Linked DNA regions of Rattus norvegicus: region 1 is linked to region 2. The links are chromatin contacts, called in public Hi-C maps. All regions are on one chromosome and are shown on one strand. Each heading gives the region's core, a stretch centred on a gene start, on an enhancer-like site or on the middle of the called end of the contact. The rest is flanking DNA. Distances are from core to core; before and after follow the strand shown.

Evidence for each region. A called contact is a pair of places that touch in the nucleus more often than the background predicts.
Region 1: a contact with region 2 is called in a Hi-C map of frontal cortex, with 3 times the contacts expected there. The contact joins the promoter of Nampt here to the promoter of Ccdc71l in region 2. A contact is called at or near these places in 2 of 12 Hi-C or Micro-C datasets (the A7r5 cell line and frontal cortex).

What each region holds. Positions count from the first base shown.
Region 1 is chr6:55,151,491-55,154,190 of GRCr8, forward strand. It overlaps Nampt (nicotinamide phosphoribosyltransferase), which reads left to right and starts at 1,266. Exons shown (of 11, transcript NM_177928.3): 1 at 1,266-1,349. The coding sequence starts at 1,293.
Region 2 is chr6:54,686,084-54,688,783 of GRCr8, forward strand. Ccdc71l (coiled-coil domain containing 71-like) reads left to right here and starts at 1,391. Exons shown (of 1, transcript NM_001399142.1): 1 at 1,391-2,700. The coding sequence starts at 1,562. The coding sequence ends at 2,212.

The DNA of each region.
Region 1 (2,700 bases), core at 16-2,515, 470 kb after region 2:
TAAATTCAACCCTCTCAGACAACGAAGGGACACGACCAAGCTGAATATAATATTGTTGGGAAGTAAAAGGCAAAAAGAGACTGCTAATTTGATGCAGTTTGTGCCAGTTTAATAATACTAACTACTTTTATTCTATAAAAACAAAACCACAAAACCTAAATCTTAGAATTCTTAAATGCTATTAAACATGCAAAGGGAATTTTAGTTTTATGCCCCCCCCAAAAAAATTGCAACTATGTATGTGAAAATGAAACAAGAGGACTGGCTCATGAAAGTTGGATGACGTCATCAGACGTCATTTCGCTTATTTGGAAGGTTGCTAGCTCTTTCCCCAGGATTTAATGATTTAAAGGAAAAAACAGATCCTCTGTCTAAGACTTGGCTGGATGCCTTTTACTTCCCAACAATACTGGATTCAATTGGTCTTGTCCTTTCATTGTCGGAGAGGGTTGAATTTAACCTTCCCCTCAAGGTGCAAAGGACTGTTAAGACTTTCTCCAGGAAAAGTCAGTCTTCAAAGGATCAAAGAGCTCAGCTACAGACAGAGCAGGGAGGAAAGCAAGGCCGTGCACCAGGGGAACTCAGACTTCAAGCAGCTCCTCTTATTTCAAAAGAAAATCTAGAGGATCAGGATCGACAAGACGGATGGTGACCAAAGGATCCATCCACGGTCCAAACGAAAGACAAAGGTAATTCAGCGCGTGCGGGAACTAAGAGTGGGTGGCTCCTTGGCCTTAGCTAGGTGGCGTGACTCCAACAAGACTCTCAGGACGAGCAGGGACTGGGTAGGACAAGAGGAAGGTCCGGGCTGGGGCGGGCAAAGAGGTTCACGACAGGAGGGGCGAGGCTGGGAACGCCCAAGCCACGCCCCTATATCAAACCACGCCCCTCAGAGGCAGGCGCCCAGGTCACGCGCTGGGGTGACTGTCGGCTTTAGGCCTGGGGCGGGCGCCGCCGAGGCAGAGCGCGTGCCTCACGTCCTCCTCGGCAACCCCCCGCCCCTGCGTTGCGCACGCGCAGCCGTGCCCCGCCCCTTATCCCCGGGATGGGCGGGGCGCGGAGCCGCCGGGAAAGCCGCCGGAGCGCGCTGGGTCGTGTAGCGCGCTTTCCTCCGCCGCCGCGTCACGGACCTGCCCGCCCTCCCGGCCCCTCCCCGTGCTCGGTTCCCTGCTCTCCCGCCCCCCTGCGAGCGAGCGGTGACTTAAGCAACGGAGCGCAGCGAAGCCCATTTTTCTCCTTGCTCGCAGCCGCGCCGGGCAGCTCGTGGCGCGGCGCCTCCGCTCTGGCCCGAGATGAATGCTGCGGCAGAAGCCGAGTTCAACATCCTGCTGGCCACCGACTCGTACAAGGTGGAGTTGGGATGGGGGTCTCAGGGCCGGGAGCAGCGGGAGCTAGGGCGGCGGGATAGGGCAGGTGGAGAAGCCGCAACGCGGCGGCTGAAGGATGGAGGCGCGGGCCGGAGGCGGGGCCTGCGCCGCGGCGGGGGCGCGGCCGGAGGCTCGGCGGGATGGGTGCACGCTGCAGCTACGGTCGCCGCCGGCGGCCCTGGCTCCCGGACAGGATGAACTGGATGAGATCACGGGACGATCGGGTTCGTTAGGTAACGGCCCCTGGGTCGGCAGGTATGGTCCTGCCCAGGGGAGCTCGGGGAGAGGTCCTGGCTGTGTGCCCCTCACCCAGCTAGTGGTCCCAGCGCGGAGGATAAACCTGGCCCCAGGAGCCGTGTCTGATTCAGCCGTCCCACGCTGGGTCTGCATTTCAAACTCCCTTGCACCTAGGGATCATTCACGTGCCTGGCCCCTGGTTGCCCAGGCTAGTGTGCTCTGGCTATGTGATTTCTGTGAAAAGGAAAGTGAAACACCAAGAGGTTAAGGAACTGGAGTTCTGACCCCCCCCCCCCCCGCCCCGAGAGAACTTGTAGGGAGAGTGAAATGGCACGTTGCTTTAAGGTGCCTATTGATTTGACTCTTGCATTAATTGAAGTGCACCTAAGCAAAGAGAGGCGTGATAAAGAAAGCATTGCCCCCCAACTACGAGAAATGAACCGCACTGATCTTGAGCTAAGTTTGTTAGCCAAGACGCTCAAAAGGTAAAATGTCAGACTAGGTACCCTCACTAGAACAGATTAAATTTTAGTTTTCAAGTTTAGCGTTTACTTGAACATCGTGGTGGTTTTGAGTGTAGCGATTTAGGCGTAGTACTCTCTCTCGTGCTTTTGTTTTGGTTCTTTGCTTTTTACTTTTTTAACCCTGTAGTCTGAATGTTTGAGTCTCATTTTGCTTACATACTAGTTTGCCCATTTTTTTTAAACTATTGTAAGTAGGTGAGCTTTCATTTTAAAAGACCCAAATTTATCAACAGGTGGTTTTTCACATGGAATTTTATTTTATTTCATTTCAGTGATTTCGAGGCAGAGTGTCTGTGTAGCCTTGGCTGTCCTAGAACTTGCTTTGTAGACCAAGCTGACCCTGAACTCAGAGATCTGCCTGCCTCTGCCTCCCGAGTCCTGAAATTTTAGGCATATGCCCCCCACATTCCTACTTCAGACGGGATTTTAAAGTGGAAATCACCTTTGCAAGATGATTATCACTTCCGTTGTGGTACTGGAGACTCTAAAATCCCTGCTTGATTTAGTTCAGTTGAGTTGCTTTGTATCCTTGGTGATGTTAGAAAAGTCTCTCGTTCATAGTTTTGTAAAAT
Region 2 (2,700 bases), core at 141-2,640:
ATGAACTCCCGCGGCTCTAAATTTCCCTCATCTGTGCCACGAGAAGACTGAGCCAGGTGTCCCTCAGCTCAAATATTTAAAGGAACTATTAACTGTATGTAAATCACAAAAATTTGGCATTGTGTGCTGCAAAATAAAGATGCTTACTGAAGAACATTCTAGCAGCAGGACATGTAATTTTTTTTTTTTTTTTTTTAGAAAACCTTAAACATTTTACAGAAATCTTATGGGCTGGAGGGTATAGCTCAGTAGTAGGGTCCTGTCTTTGTATGTGTGAGGCTCTGGCTCTGGGTTCGATCCCCAGCATGAGGAATAATGACGTCTAAAGGACTTCAAAGAAAACTGCAATATAAATGCAAAATATATAATTACCTCGTTCTAAGCAATTTCAGGGCTGCACTCCATTTCAAACGGTCGGTGCTATTTCGTACATTCATTCGGTATGCATTCAGTGCCTATTACGTGAATAGGCAGCGGCTTGAGTGTGAATAGAGAAACTGACAAAAAGAATGTCTACTACTGTCTTCCCAAATACAAAAGGTAATCCATTCTTAAGAATGTATTCTTCTCAAAGAATCTTATTGATTATGAGGAATACTACATCAAGGATAGAGATGGTGCAGCAAATGGGCAATTTAATACCAACTGAAATATGAAATAGCATTCTGATTTAAAAAAAATATATTTTCTTTCAGCAGAATGGCTTTGCTGCCATTGCTGCTTGTTCAACTTGAGCAGACTCTTTTAGTTCATAAAGTCTTTCTTTCCCAATGATCGGTATCTCCTAAATGTGCCAAGATGGTTCCATTGCCCAGAAGGAAACTGTCATAAATGCCTGAATGCTTAGTCTTCTTGAAAGATGGGGTCAGGAGAGGCAAAGCATATGAAGGTGCCAAAGTAGGATTTGAGACTTTAGAAGGGACTCGTGAAATGCTCATCCCCTCTAGTTTTAGACCCAACTCTCTGGGCTGTTAGGCTATCAGGTCTTGGGTTCTCACTATTCAGACTGGTAGACTACCCCAGCTCAACCCACAGCTGCACCCAGTCACCCACAACGCCCCCAAACATGGAGCTCACGCCTACCCACTTCCTTCTCTTGACAGGGCAACCCTCTTGGACCCATCCAATGGTTGACTGGCCTTCCAGGACCATCACCATTACCCACCACAGGCACCATGTTCCAGGAACTGGCCTCTCTCCCAGAAGTCCCCGCCCTTCATTCTGAGAGCACCCAATGGGAGGAGCCGAGGCCGCGGTAGGCGGGGACTAAGGCGGGCCCATTTAAAGAAAGGCTGAGGGCGAAAGGAGGCAAGAGAAGAGAAGAAAGAGAAGCCAGGGGAGGGGGCGGGCGCCGTCCAATGACAAAGCCCCGGGGTGGGCGCCCGCCGCCGCCGCCATCTTTAGCCCGGCCACAGGACATCCAGCGCGTCCTCCGCCCCGAGGGGGAGGGGCGGCAAGGCGAGAAAAGTAGCGAGCGGCGCCGGGCGGAAGGCGCCAGCACCAGCGAGCGCGGAGGAGCGGGGCGCAGACGGGGACGGCGGGCGGCCCCGAGCGGCCTCCGATGCGACGCGGCGTGAAGAGGCGGCGGCGCCGGCCCCGGGCCGCCTGGGGCGGCGGCTACGGAGCGGAAGGAGGGGCCGGTCTGGAGGCGCTGGAGGAGAAGGTGGTGTACTCGCGGTCGCAACTGTCGCTAGCCGGCAGCACGGAGGCGCTGGGCGACGCCTTCAAGCTCTTCATGCCCAGCAGCACGGAGTTCATGAGCTCGGAAGCGGAGCTCTGGAGCTTCCTCTGCAGCCTCAAGCACCAGTTCTCCCCGCACATCCTGCGCAGCAAGGACGTCTACGGCTACTCCTCGTGCCGGGCACTGGTGCCCGACCCCCCGGCGCCCGCCAGCCGCCCCGCGCGCCGGCCGCGCCCGCGCGCAACGCCCAGGAGGAGGCGCCGTGGAGCTCCGGCCGCTGCGGGCACCAGCAGGCCGCGCCCCGCCGCTGCGGAGCCGGGGCCTCCCGCGTCCTGCTTCGGGGGCCGCACCCTGGAGGAGATCTGGAGGGCGGCCACCCCGACGCTGACCAGCTTCCCGACCATCCGCGTCGGCGACGACGTGTGGGGCGAGCGCAGCCTGGCGGTGGCGCGGCGCAGGGCGCGCCAAGTGCTGCGAGTGGACCTGGACCCGGTGGTGAGGCTCCGCCGCTTCCCGGTGCCCCGGGTGTGATGTGCGTTGCGGCGCCTCCTGCCGGCCGCCGCCCGAGGTAGCTTCCGCGCGCTGGAACGGACTAATGTCAGTCGAAAGTTTACAGAACCGGCCCCCTTTGGTGCACTTTATGCGCGAACTAGGCCCCTGGATGCGGTGCGGCGCCGCGGTCCGGGATCGGGACAGGTGCAGCCCCCACGCCTGCGGCCAGACGGGACGGCCGGACCCGTGACAGAAGTCTCTTTGCTTCCCAACCCGGATGGAGACGTCTCCAGAACCTGGAGGGACACGTGCATTTTCTCCCTCTTGGACTCTACCTCACCGGTCTGGAAGTCCTCCGAAGACTTTTTCAATTTTTTTCTCCAAAGGAATTTGTTTTCGTGCTTGTGTAATAAAGCCAGAATTTTACTTGCTCCTTAATTCCCCTTCTGTTTTCTTTTTGACTGTCAGCCCCACTTTCTGGACAGAAGATCGACTATGTTTCCTGGTGAAGTGCTGGTGTACGCTCA